Linked DNA regions of Gossypium hirsutum: region 2 is linked to region 1. Evidence: chromatin contacts called from public Hi-C data. All regions are on one chromosome and are shown on one strand. Each heading gives the region's core, a stretch centred on a gene start, on an enhancer-like site or on the middle of the called end of the contact. The rest is flanking DNA. Distances are from core to core; before and after follow the strand shown. Region 1 has its middle 23 kb from the start of LOC121208249. Region 2 has its middle 22 kb from the start of LOC121208252.

What was found. Hi-C and Micro-C count contacts between places; a contact is called where the count stands out from the background.
Region 2: a Hi-C map of hypocotyl shows a contact between it and region 1, with 1.7 times the contacts expected there. The contact joins two enhancer-like sites. A contact is called at or near these places in 2 of 34 Hi-C or Micro-C datasets (hypocotyl and leaf).

The regions. Positions count from the first base shown.
Region 1 is chrA10:16,460,285-16,467,760 of Gossypium_hirsutum_v2.1, forward strand. No RefSeq gene overlaps it. Among protein-coding and RNA genes, the nearest start is that of LOC121208249, 23 kb to the right of the region's middle. Within about 2 kb of position 2,542, at least 5 of the 9 cell types and tissues checked have an H3K27ac peak or open chromatin away from gene starts, as enhancers often do. A contact at or near this core is called in hypocotyl and leaf, where this site is marked.
Region 2 is chrA10:16,588,277-16,595,752 of Gossypium_hirsutum_v2.1, forward strand. No RefSeq gene overlaps it. Among protein-coding and RNA genes, the nearest start is that of LOC121208252, 22 kb to the right of the region's middle. Within about 2 kb of position 4,030, at least 3 of the 9 cell types and tissues checked have an H3K27ac peak or open chromatin away from gene starts, as enhancers often do. A contact at or near this core is called in hypocotyl and leaf, where this site is marked.

The sequences.
Region 1 (7,476 bases), core at 1,292-3,791:
AAGGCAAATCTGGGCGTGTGGGCCACACGGGCAACCCATATGGGCATGTGGGCCAATCTATCTGAATTTTCCCCTAGGGTTGCCCAAACGACTGTGGGCCTACTGTAGGGTCGGTAAGGGCTAACAAAACCCTAAACTGTATGATTTATTTACTGATATCCTAGATTGAGCATGGTAGTATTGTGCATGTATGATTATTGATCTGTATGACTAACTGAGATCTGGTTAGTAGCATGTTGAGCATGTTAAATTGTATATCTATGTTGGTATCTATTGTTGTTATTGGGGTGGGATGATGTATATTGGAGGAAGTGTTCTGAAAGGCAGTATGCCTATTATTTGGCAGCATGGCTGTGTTATATCTTTTATGTGCCGCATCAGTACAACATGATTTGTAGGGCTGGGTGGGTGTTTTAAACCCCACATAGTGTACAGTGATGGTTGGAGATGGTGTGTAGAGGATGGGGGTAGAATATCTGATTTCTGATTTTGATTATCTTGCTGTGTGCATGTTTAATTCTGCGGGTTTACACATTGAGTTTACGTAAACTCACCCTTTTCTGTTTATTTTGTACAGGTAACCCATAGACTTAGGTGGATCGGTGCAGCAAGGGCTCAACGGCGACCACCTTTCCATAAAATTGTTTAAGTTTTCTGTTTATGGCTTTATTTTATATTTTGGGTTATATTTTGAGAGTTTGTAATTTTTGGGACTCTCTGAACGTTATGATTTTTAACGGTGGTTTTGGCTTGTTTATTAACTGCATGCCATGACAAAATATTTTCTGAATTCACAATTTCAAAAATGAACTGGGTTTTAGAATTAAACGGTTTTTCGTAAGCTTTTACTGTAAAACACGTTTTAAGGCAAATCAACTAAGTAAATAACGGTTTGACGATGATTCTAATCAAATAAGAAACTAATAATTAAGGGGCTTTATCGTGACGACTACGTGTTCAAAATCCCTTTCATGTGACATCGTCAGATTTGGCCGTAACGTCTAGGTCGGGTTTGGGGTGTTACAAATTGATAATTAATAAAAAGAAATGCATTTTACTCATTAATTCATTTAAAATAAATATGTAATATTTTCCTCATTGCAAAGTCTTAATCTCTCCATCTTTTTCAAACCAAAATTTGGTTTTGTTAACCAAGATACTAATCTTTGGGTTAGTTGCCAGTCGCGGTCCCTTTAAGAGCTTTTTGTGATTTTGTTTTAAATTTTTAGATCCATTATCTTTTCTCTAAAAACTGTAGTGGTTCTAGTTTTAATTCACGTTACCTTCTCTTAAAATTGTGGTGGTTTTAATTTTTCATTCATTTTAAATCTAGTTTAAATTTTTTTTTTTTTAGCTGTGTTCTCATGCATACATCGAATTTATCAAAGTAGAAGTGTTGGCAAATTTATTGGGAATTGTTATTGGAAGACTTTGTTATGATAAAGTACCATGATAGTGTATGCAAGGTTAAACTTTGACATGATAGGAAGGAGGATAAGCCATTTTGAGATGTAAGAGTGGCTATTTCGTTAACAGTAGTTTATTGTCAAGTTCTTTTATTGATAGTAGAATTAGGGTGCAATTATTGGTGATTGATTAAGGTGATTTATTTTTGGTTAGTTTTTGAACCTTTAAGTGTTACGGTTATTGTAAGATGGTCGTTTTTTCTATTGGTTTAGCTTTCTCTATTTGATTTGATTTTTATCCTATTATTAATAAAAGATTAGTATAAATTCAAACTTGATATTAAAAATAAGAGTAAAATTCTAATAAAAATAAAAGCTTTTTAAAACGAGTAAAATAATTTTTTTATTGCTCAAAACAAGTTATGTGAGTTATTAAAATTTTTAAAGTTAATTTATTGTTAACTCATCTATTGTTTTTATATTCCATGTGGATTAATGAGGTGCAAATTTTTTGACATATAAAAGCATGCTCTTTGTTGTTATATAAATATGGGTCCATAGATGGTTACATTCTTACAACAACAAAAATATAAATTTTTACTTAAGGTTAAAAGTTCAAATTAGGGTTGAATATTTTTATAGGTTATTTATATAAGGGCTAAAATTTTTAAATTTGATCATTTAAGGATTTTATCTTTATAAAAATATTCAAATAAGAGTTTTTTACCCACTTCAAATTATTTTTGTAGTAAAAATTAAATGAGTGTTAATATGTATAAATTAAAATACATAATTGTTGAATGAGATATTACTTAAAAGAAAAAATATAATTTAAACCCTAAAATACTATATATAAAAAGTTGTTATTTGAACACTTTAATTTGACCATTTAATAATTTTAAAAAGTTTTAACTTCATTTGAACCCTTCTATAAATATTGGATCCTTTTTGTGATAATTTTGAAATGTTTGAGGTTTTATTACTTGAAAAATGTATTATAAAATTATTTAAATATTTAAATATAAATGTGAGATTTTACGCGTGTCACCAATCAAACGGCTAAAAGGAGAGTCGTAATAAAATGTTTTGGATAGAGCTCTCCTAAATAATTGATTAAACACAATATTCCTAATGTCTTCCAGCTTTGGTCCAAAATTTTAAGTTGATTGTGATCGTTGATGAAAAAGACTAGCTTTTGATGCATACAAGATGGGACCCACATCACATGCCCTTCTCTTCTATTATCTGATAAGATTAAAGGAGCAATACACAAAATGGGACCCATTTTTCCAAGTGAAAATTTTAAATTAAATTTTAGGGAGAGGGCCATAACCTTTCTCCGGGGCTTACTTTACTTATGTTTTTTAAACTAAAATATGTATAATTTTTTAAATTAAAAATATACGTTTATGTTTAAATATATGCCATCATTTTAAAATCTCGGATAACCTGATATTTTAACTGAATGAAAATTTAAAATTATATTAAAATATGTTGATGGAGTTTTAATTCAATTGGTATTGATAATATTGTTGATACAGGAAGAAATGAGTTTGAGTGCATTAAAATGCATTATCTTCCTATTTATGAGTTAGGAGGGTTATGAATAATTTTATGTATTGTGTCAAAAAAACAAATATGACCGAATTCTATAACAAAATTATTATTAAAAAATTTACATCAAAATATTTTATCTATTTCTTTTTTTTTAATTATAAAACTTGAATTCACTACCTTTTAAATTTACATTGAAAACTATGTCACTAATGGTTAATCATTTACTATATTTTATTACTGTTTTTTACCCACCAACTAGTCATATAAATTAAATCAATAAAAAGATTACATCAATTTACATTGGTATAAAATTAAATTAGTTTTGCATTTACATATTTTTAAATAATTTATATTTGAAAAACTTAACTATCATGTTTTCATATTATACTAAAGGATTAAATTATATTTTAGAATTTGAATTTGGTAATTTTTTTATATTGGAATTTAAATTTCTTGTTGTTCAAGTTAGATCTTGAATTTAGCAATTGATCTCACATCAGTGCTTGAATTTATTTTTTCAAGTTAGGCCTAAACTTGGCAAATGTTCTCACATTGGGACCTAGACTTTTTTTATTCAAATTAGTATTTGAAAATCCTAAAATTCAAGTCTTAATGTAAGAACAATTGACAAGTTCAAGGTTTAATTTAAACAAAAAAAAGTTCAGGCTCTAAAATTGACAAAGTTACCAAATTCAGGTCTTAATGTAAAAATGATTGTCAAGTTTAAGACTTGATTTAACTAAAAAAATTCAGACTCTAATATATAAAAATTGTTAAGTTCAAGTCTCATATAGTAATTAAAAACATATTATTGAATATGAAAGTGTGAAAAAAAAAACGAAGGAGATGAGAGAAGAGATGGTACATGAAAATGGTAAGCACAAGCTGAAAAAGGCAGGTAATGCTTTGGGAGAAAAACAAAAGGTTGTACATAAGCCTTTCCATGTGACCCCTGCTTTTCACTCAAACATTTTTAGCTAAAGAAGCTTAAGAGGACTGCCTGGTTTTTCTTTTTTCCCTTTTTTTCTACTTTGCCCCAAAACAAAATAGTACTACAAAAGCAAACAAATTTAGAGAAATATAAAATAAAAATCAAAAGAAAAGATAGTTTGCTTTTTGGAAGTGATGAAATAAAAGTTGGTTTGAGCTGTTACTGGGGTATTTTTTCTTACTCTTTTTTCTATATACATTTCAACTACTTTTTTTTTATGTATTAGATTATGATAAATTTATGTTGTGGGTGAAATTTTGTGTAAAAATATGTTGCAATAAATTTATATGAAATCAAACAAGATTTTTACTTGAAATGATTAAAATAAAGCTTTAAAGATCATGGTGTCTTAGGTTTAAATCTTATTATAGTAATAAAGTAATCTTTCAAGTGAGTTGATATTCGATTCACTCATAACATCATGAATAACTTTTGTGTGAGAATTTCTAACTCCACTATATGCTACTGTCATATATGAGTTTAAGTCTGATAAATCGATTTTAGTTTTGGATTATTCTAATTTTTAACTATTTTTACTTTGTATTAATTTAGTTCTATTTTATAATTGTTTGAATTTATATTTGTAATTATACAATTGTAGTATAATTACACCGTATTTGAACTATAAACCTCTCTAAAAAATATAGTCTTGAATATTGAAAAAATTAAATTAATAATTTTATGAATTTAAATTACTGTCTATAGCTACTAATTAAATAACTTATTTTTTAAAAAAGTTTTTATTTGGTAAAACTAAAAAAAAAAAAGATTGGGATTAAAAAAGTGGAAAGGTTGTATAGGTGCTAACTTTAACACAAAACAGAGAAGGGTGCTGAAACAGAAAAAGCTGCGGCTGCCAATGGACACTTATACATTTGAGGTATCCAATCATGTGGCGTTGCTTTTTAGGGTACACCCTTTAATCATCTTCTGTCTTTTCCTTTTTGGCCTTTGATTGTTTAAAGTTTTTATAGCTTCCACCATGTCCATGGCTAACAATAGGCTGCAAAAAGAATTTTTCATAAAAAATCGAAATTTGATTTGAATTAATTAGATTTAATCCAGCTCAATTATGATAGTCTATGACGTGAATCAGTAAATACATGAAATAAACAAAACACGATCAAAGGAAGTGGGTATTTCTATAAACATTACGAAAAATAGAACAAAAATATAGGATGGCAAAATTGTTTATGTAACTCAGTTTCTTTACATTTATGGAGTTTAGTTTAATGAGAAGAATTTACTATTGTTAAACTTAATACAACTAATAATCCTAGTTCTAAGACATTCGATTTAAAATCCTCACTTCTGTATTCAAAGACTAGTGCCTTACCACTAAATTATCTCCTTTAAAATTTAGTTTGTAAAACCACAATACAAAAGTTTTACCATCCAAATACATAGAAGTTCGAGACTTACTAATATACTAATAATCAATTACCATCCAAATCTCTATTAAATAACAACTAAAATAGCTAAAAATAATATACTAATAAAGTCCAAAGCAACGTGGGCTGTTGAGAGATATGTCTTTAATTCTCTTGATCAAATTTCTACAAAGTAAGGGATTTGATTGCTTGATCTGACATCATCTTCAAAGATTTGTAGCTCCACAAGGATCTTCAAAAATGGGTCAGCACACATTCACAAAACCATTTAAGTCATTGCCCAACTGATTTGGTTGAAAAGATTTCAACTCCAATAATTAAGTTATATTGCTTCTCAATGTGCCAGCGAAAGTGGCCACTTCCCTTGGCACATCAATAATCACTTAAAAAAAATACTTGCCTTAACAATAAAATTTCTATCGAGGTTCAACAAATGACTAAATTACCAATAAATGCCAAAAAAATTTGGAATTTACCAGATTAGGCCATTTTTTGGAAGAATTACAGGAGTGGGCTGATTTTACGAAAATGCTTCTACGTAGACACGTTTTCAGGTGAAATCCAGAAAAATACCTTCAGGTGGATGCGTTTTCTGTATATTGCCTGTAAAATGCTTTCAGCTGGAACTATTCTTAGTGTGGTGTCAAGAAAACACTCTTAAGTGGTTGTGCTTTCTGTCAAATCAACTAAAAAAAGCTTCCAGCTAGAAGCGTTTTTCTCCTGCATATTTTTGGTGTTAAGGTTTTGTATTTTAGGGTTAGGGGATTTGTGTTTTAGGGTTTAAGATTACGGTCTTTGAAGTAGCGTTGTTTAGGGTTTTTGAAATATTAAATAATTATTATTGTATTCGAAATTTAAAAACTTCGTATTTTCATCGAAACTCAGAGTACTCGTTTGGGATGTAATATTAGTTTTTAAATTTTTGGACATTTTTAATACTAGTTTAATCCAATTTATCATAGTGCATTAATATTGATGAAATGAGTTTTGAAAATATATTTTCGGATTCCCGGGATATATGATGGGTTTTTTGTCCCAAGTGGGGGTTGAAATTTGTAAAGAGATAACGCTCCAAGTAGGATGCACTGTCAACAAAAGTATTGAAAACATGTCTAGCTAGAAGCACTTCCAGCTAACATGGCACTGAAAACACTTTCAGCTAGACGCACTTTTAGTACTTTTGCTGACAGTGCGTCCTACTTGGAGTGTTATCTCTATACAAATTTAAACCTCCCACTAGCTGGGGAAAATTTTCAAAATCAACTTGGAGCTTATCCCTTGATCTATAAATGAAACATATTTTAGCCTTGAGTGGCATAAGCCATTTACGAGCAAATAAAAAGTTGTTAGGGAGATTAGAAGAAGAGAAGTTCGTGGAGAAGGTATAAGTTGAAGTAACGATGCAATTTGCATAAAAGTAAGCATTGATTTTTGTTGTTCATATTTAGTTGCAGCATTAATTTTTGCATAATGTTTTTGTTTCGAGCGTCTTTCGATAGATTATTTGGTTTAAAATGAGTGGATGGATTAATGCTATTGTTTATTGTAACACCCCATACCTGTAATCCACGCCGGAGCAGAATACGAGGCATTACATAACTTGATCTCATGCACACAACATTTCCCAAGTCACCAAGACTTTATCCAAATTAGAACTTTTTTTCAATTTCTACTTAAAACTTCTTATTATGGGCCCACGAGCCCGAAATCGACCATCAAAAACTATTCAAGATCAACCCAGGTCTTTAAACCGTCTATAGAAAATTTAACTTTGAAACAAGGCACACGCCCATGTGGAAAGGCAACCTCCCATGTGGCCATTTCGACATGGTTGTGTGATAGCCCGTGTGGTTTACACAGCCCAAGCAATACAGGAACATGCTCGTGTTCTCCACTCGTGTAGAAATAATTTTAAATGCACACCTATAAGGGTTTTCACACGGCCTGGCACACACCCGTATGCCTGGCCCATGTCCTTCACACGGCCATGACACGCCCGTGTCCTAGCCCGTGTGCAAAAACATAGACATTCTGTTTTTGACGTTAGCATTCCCAAAATATCACACAGCCAAGGCACATGCCCGTGTGCTAGACCGTGTCCATCACACGGCTGAGACACACGGCCGTGTCT
Region 2 (7,476 bases), core at 2,780-5,279, 130 kb after region 1:
GAAGATAATTTTGTGGATTTGTTTACTAAGACCTTGTAACTAGGAGTTTTAACAAACATGTCGAGAATATGAGAATGTTAAATATGACACATTTACTTCACTAAGGTAAGTGGGAGATTGTTGGGAAATGTGTCCATATTGTACTAAACATATATAAATAAATAAATGAGTCCATAATTATTTTCTATGTATTTGAATGATAAATAAATAAATAAAGTTAATTTCACGTTTCATTATTATGTCTTTTGTGTTTCTGTCTTTCATGTTTTGCATGCTTAGCGAATTGTGACAAACAAATATTTGCTCATTGATTGTCTAAGTTCAAACTAATTATATGTGGCACTATAAGATCGTTTACATTCTGAGAAATGCAAGTCATTTTAGTAGATAATTCAAACGAGTCCATAATCTCGTAAAAGAATCAAGTGAGCATTTGATTTAAATACTTAAAAGGATTATTATGTCATCTACAATTCCAATTGGGGAGATGGCTAGTCTTGGCTATTGGAGTAGTTGACTCCACTGGTAAAGGCATAGATGTATTCATTGGAAGAATGACACATTGGATTAGACCCAAGATGAAGTAATTTCAAATTCATTTGTTGTATTAATTCACTTGTGATGTTCATGGTGTAATTTACCTAAATCCTGAGTTAGTCACTGACCATGCGTATGTAACTCATGTGCTTTGATATAAGTGGAGGCTTATGCTCTAAAGATGATCAAGCCCAAAGAAGGCATGTTGGGTACATGACTTGTGTATGGCATGACTTTACTAGCAACAATAGAATTTATAGCTCGATTAAAGAGTTAACAACATCCTCTCATTGGCATTGTGTGGATTTATAAATATGGAATATGGCAACGGGTTGCTTGTTTTCCAACGAGCAATTTATTACAACTCTTTGTTGATAGTAATCATATTAATAATTAAGAAGACACAATTGTGACAATGAGGTAAACTAGGATTGTATTGAATGAACGGATTTAGCTCAAAGGAATCAAGGATATCATAAGAGGGTAATATACATATGACGAGGTCACTGGACAAAACAATTGGATGAATTGCTTTTACAAAAAGTATACAACAAGAAGTTTTCAATCATGTTATTTCTTGTGGACTAACTCCATGATTAAGTAAATTGTGAATTATCGGAAGGATGCTTTTGGACATAATTATAATTACTCAAGCCTAATTGTTTATGACCGATTGGTCCCTCCGCTAGCTCAACAAAAGCTCAACCAAACTGCATTTGAATTAGAAGAAAGTTCTACGACTCTAGAGATAATTTAATTGAGTCAATTTATTCGATGTGGAATTAAATTAGATGGTCGTGATAATTGTTCAACTAGAGAATTTGATTAAAGAATTTTCTTGAAAAATTAATTTGTAAAATCTAAGTGTTTCTTGGGAAAATTAATTTTTATCATGTAAAATTTCAAATTAATTAAAATTAATATGATGCTTTTGGAAATTTATTTTCAAGCCAGACAATCAATGGGTAATTGAACTTAAAAATTAGACCTAAAATAAAAAAATTGGGCTCGAGAACCCAAAATCGAGATCGAGATTGAAAAACTAGTCGAACCGGGTCTGGTATGCGAAACTGAGTTAACGGTCTAACCAGTAGCAGGACCCGATCGGTCAGGCTATCACTAGCCCAAATCGAATCGACAACAGCCAAACCAGCATAGGGTACTTTGGGGGTGTCGCACTTGCAATGGCACCATCGGACACGATGGTGCTGACAACAGTAACAGCAACATTTCGCTGGCTGATGGGTGGTCCTTCGGCGGTTCAACAGTGGAAGAATCACACTTCTACTTTGGCTTTACTAGATAATTTAATTTCAGGTTAATTATTCCAAAAAAATATTATTTTAATAAATTTAATATTAAATTAAATTTAATATTTATCTTAATAGTATTTTATTAATTTAAAATTAAAGTGGATAAGTTTAATCATAGTTGAACTTTCTAAACTTTCCCTGTATAAATAGAGTCATTGGTCATTATTTTTTTACACACTTGAATTCAAGAGAAAGTTGTAGAGAGAAAATTCTCTGAAGAAATTATTTCAAAAAAAATTTAGAGATATTTTTCTTATTTACAATTTGGTCTAAAAGTTTAGAAAATTTTGAAATTACCCCACTAGTAATTTTGTAGAAATTTTTCTTATTCGAAGTGAGTCGACACTCGGCATATTTGAGCTTAAAGATAGCAGAGAAGACTACTTGGTCGAAGAGTTCATTTTAGATGAATTAGAAAGGTACAATTTTGATTAAGTGTTTATTACTTTAGAAAACACAACCAAGTTTGTTTTTTGAAAAAAAAAATTAATACTCTGGTTTTTTCGTTGCACTTTTCAAACCCTATTTTCCAACAGATTGATTTCCTTACATCAGTAATGCCTTGTCCAAAGAGATAATCCACTATCTTTCAAGCTCGTACAACAATGATTTATGTCCTACACATGCCGATTTAACAACCTCACTTTTGTACTAAATATCTATATCACTCTCCTTTATGTTTCCCCCCTTAATATTTAGTTTGTAAACAATGTGGCTTACTTGGTTACTCAAAAATGCGCTTAGAAAACAATTCCTAAAATAACATATTAAAGTGCTAACTCTCTTCACACCAATTTGCATACATAAGTCTTTCAATATATAAGAGTTTAAAGGTCTGCTAAGATATAGATCAATTGCAATAATAAACCCCATCAAAATAGCCTATAAGTAGGATTAGAATATCCTAATAAAGTTTGGGATATTCCAAATACCTCCAAGATAAGTATTCAAGGCAGTCAAGCCAATTCCAAAAAATAGAGGATCTGATTTGCTTCATTTGGATCTATTTAATCTTTAAAAATTTGTTCCTCCATAAGATTAATCCTCAAATATGGGTCGACACACGTTCATGAGATAATCTAGGACATGGCCCAACTAACTTGGTTCAAAAGATTGTTAACTTCAAAAAAGATATAAATCCTAAGCCGTGCCTTGTGCTACTACTCTAATAACAACTCCAACATAATTACCTTTTTTAAGGTTGAAAAATACTTTCATATATAAGAGCACAAATCGAACTTCATAAAATAAAATTTAATCCATCCTTATATACCAAAATCTTATCAATCAATTATCCTATAAGGATTGAAATAAATCTTATAAAGTCAACTTATATATTCTTAGATTGTATATCTCAGCATAAAAGATAAGAAAATCACATTAGCATCCTTGAAAAGTAATCTTTCTTAATCCAATCTTTTCTCCAAATATAATCATGAAATTAACTGAAAAAAACCTAAAAGAAAATAAGTAAATAATCAAAAAAATTTGATTAAACATGCCAACAAAATAAAAAACAAAAAATAAATTATAAAACTTAAGCAATCATTGCTAGAGTCACTACTCCTAAAACTTGCCTCAACAAGCTTCTTTAACTGTAATATCTCTTTTAACAAAGATATATAAATAAATCACATGATTTTTTAAATAATATCCCTATTTGATTGAAATTTAACTTCAATTACAATCCAGTTAATTGCTTTTCAAAATTCTAAAAAAAATGTAATAAATTAATCATGAGACTCAAGTCAAAACATACCAACATATTAAGATTGATTGCACAACTTTCAATGGGAAAATGAATTTGTAACTGATAGTGCACCTATCAACAGTAATATTATTATTTAAACATAAAAAATAAAAAAAAATCAAACCAATCAACTTAACAAATTGCATTGCAAAATAAAAAGCTTCATTTTCATTTTTTTAACATTGGTAAAAAATTTTATAAAAAATTGAACGTTTGAGATTTTACATATCAATGGATTAAAAATTAATTAACTTTTTTGGTCTAAACCTCTTATTTTGCCAATTTAATCGAAAAGTCCAAATACAATATTTATTTAATTAAGATTAAATAATAATTTAATATGAACTGGATAGACTCGAATCCTTAAAAGTAATATGCTATTTGATTGAATGTAATGGTCTTATGCATTTCATTCTTGTTAGATGGGCCCACATTTCTCCATTGTTTTTTTTTCTTCATTCCAGCTTTATATGCTTAGTACAAGTGGGGCTAGCATAGATGGGTAAAAATGTTATTCCAATATTACCCCCATTAAATTTGTCTACACGTTTTCCTTCTACCAGCAAATGTTGTAAAAAGTCTTGTCTGCTTCACAATATTCCCATATACAGATTGTATTCACCAATATTTGTCTTCCTTTAATCATTTAATCAGTTTTTTTGGGCAAATATATTTTGAATTACATTTTAATCTTTTTATTAAAAAATGAATAAATTTATTTATATACGTTAGATGAATGAGTAAAACAGTTCATCTATTAAAATTTGGAGTTTGTATATAAGATATAATAATAAATTTAGCCCTTAACTTTTATAGATTTATTTAATTTGACTCCTACTATTTTATTGAAAGTAAATTACAAATTTTTGAAACTAATAAAACTAAAATGTCAAAAAGGCTTTAGTAACAAATTTTAATTTTAAAATTTTAAAATTATTAAAAAAATAAAATTATAAATAAAAATTATAAAAAAAAGTTATAAAAATTTTAAATTATAATTTTTATAAAAATTTTAAATTATAATTTTTTGCTAAAAATAACAATATTGATCCAATAAAAGATTAGGGGTCAATTTTTTTTTAAAATCTTATAACCATTAGATTTTAATGGGTTAGTATTGTTATTTTTTAATAAATTTTTTTATAACTTTTGTTTATAGTTTTTATATTTTTTAAATAAATTTTAAATTTTGAAAGGACTTAATTTATTTTTTAAAGTTTTTTACTAAGGCCTTTTTGACCCTCTAGCCTTATTAGTTTAAAAAATTTCTAATTTACTTCCAATAAAAGAGTAAGGGTCAAATTGCATAATGTGTAAAGGTTGAGGGCTAACTTTGTTATTATACCTTATATATAAGCACCAAATTGTAATGGAGGGACTGATTTGCACACGCATTTAACATACAGTGACTAATTTACTTATTTTTTCAATAGAGGAGCAGCTTTTAAGTGATGAATGATGGAGATTCGGGCTAGAGTTGTCCATGAGTCGAGCCAGGCCCTAACAAAATTTTAAGCTCGATTGATAGGTTCGGGCATGGCCTGAATAAAAATGTTAAAACCTAGACTTAGCCCAGCTCGGTCCACCCGTATTAAATTTTTTATTTTATTTTATTTTATTTTTTATATAATTTTTTTAAAAAATAATACATCAAAAACACTAAAAACATTAAAATAAATATTTCCCAACAAATTAAAAATAAATCAAAAAAGTCTTTATACTTAAATAACACTAAGATAGATGCAATTTAACAAGCAAATGCCTCTAAAATAGTAGCAAAATTAACAATAAAATAAGAGTTATACAATATCTAAACAATAACAATAAAATAAAAGCAACATAATAGTGAAATGACAGCAAAACAATGGGAAAATAGTAAGAAAACAACAACAAAACAATGGAAAAATAGTAGTAAAACAACATTTTTTTTTTGCAAATTTGGGCTAACCTTACTCGAGGCCTAACCGAATTTCTAGATGAGTCTTATTTTTTTGATCAAATTCATTTTTCGGGTCTATAATTTACCTAAACCCTCTCAATTTTCGAATGGACCTTCGGGCTGGCCACCTTCTGGTTTTGTGTAATGCCATCATTTACATATCCTTGTTAACCAAAAGTAGGAATATTGTTATTAGCAATTCTATTCTCTTTCCAACAAAAAACTAAGCCCGTTACAATTTTATTCTATTATATTTAACCATACATATAATTAAAGTCTTGCAGACTGCACAATTTAGAATATATAAGGATCTGGAATCTTAAAGATGTTTCAGACCAAACTTAAACTAGTTGAATTAGTGTGCTTCAATTTATGAAACAATATGGAAGTTTTGTTGGTTATATACCAATTCCAGACTGAATACACCACCATTTTTGGATTAAATTGTAACACTCTCAAACTTTGAATGTTTGACTAAGAAATGCTAGCGTAAATGAATCTATGTTTCTGTGGTTGTGTGCTCTGCTAATGTGTTTGATGTTAGGAGTTCGAGTCATGTCTTTAGAAAGCTTTGCTATTTTATTCTAAACTAACCTCTATATTTGAATTGTTGACTTAAGCTTAATTCTATATAAATCTATGTCAACAAGTCTAGTGGTTCAATGGTTAAGCTTTTGTATACTTTCAGGTCTTATGTTCGAGTCTCGACGTATGCGTTAAGGAATATTTTTGCTTATTGTCAAAATTCTGATTGGTGGTTAAAACATTAAATTTTAATGTTTCCTTTTCTCCTTTCCCTTCCTAAATTCCTTTTTCTTTTTTTTTCTTTTTCGTTTTTCTTGTTTCTCTTTTATTTTCTTTTATCAGTTGTCGAACTTCCTGTTCCTTATCTGCTATTTTGGTTGCGCAAGTACAATTTATGTGATGTCAATTGAAAGTTAATTGTGTAGTTCTATTGTGAATTCTAAGAAACAAAGGTTTTGTACTATCGAAATAGTTTCGTGTTAGTAGGTTGAAGTCTCTTCATTAAATGGTTCAGGTTTCTTTATTTTAGGCGTGTGTGTCAGAAGTAGCATTTCCCAACAGGCTAATTCGAACGGGTGTTTTTGATTCGATGGTAAGTATCGGTTTCATTAAAGGTTTTTTGTTGAAGTTTTCGACATATTTTAGTAAGTGTTCAATTGTGCGAATTTCGTTGTTTTAGTCGATTGATTGATTTTGGTTGGCTAATTTCAGCTTCAGGATTTCTTTACGTTATTTTTGCATCAAAACTACTTCAGGTGCGTACTGAAAACCTAAGTTTTTATGAATATCATACACCAAAAAAATGGTTGTCGACGCCACACGACCATGTTCCAAGCCGTGTGGTAGACCATCTAACTCACTATCCATGAATTAAAGACGCACAGGTTAGAGGCACGAGCATCTGTCGTGTATGGGAAATGTTTAGTGCAGGGTTCACAGGGCCAAAAACATGAACGTCTATCCAAGCCATGTGACTCACTGTTTGCGATTTAAGACTACACAGGCAAACGATAAGGGCGTGTGTCAAGCCGTGTGAGACACACAAATTCTCGACCGATAGTTATTTAATACATTGATTTAAGACTACACAGGCAGACGAGTATTTAATACCCTGATTGGTGTATTAGGTTGGTCGGAGATAGTGTGTAACAGGTGGGAAATAGGAAAAATGCATATATTTTGATATGTTCTGTCTTTGAAAATAGCCTGACTTATCATCTATCTGAACTGCTATGATATGTTAAATTGAATTATCTGCCTTCTGGATCTGACTCTGAAATCGAATATTAAGACCTTATCGAGTCTAACCTAAATCTGTTGAATATATTAATTTTTTGGGAAATTACTAACTTATTTCTTCTGTTGATTGAATTATAGGTAAATTATAGACTTGATCGATTCAGCAAATCATG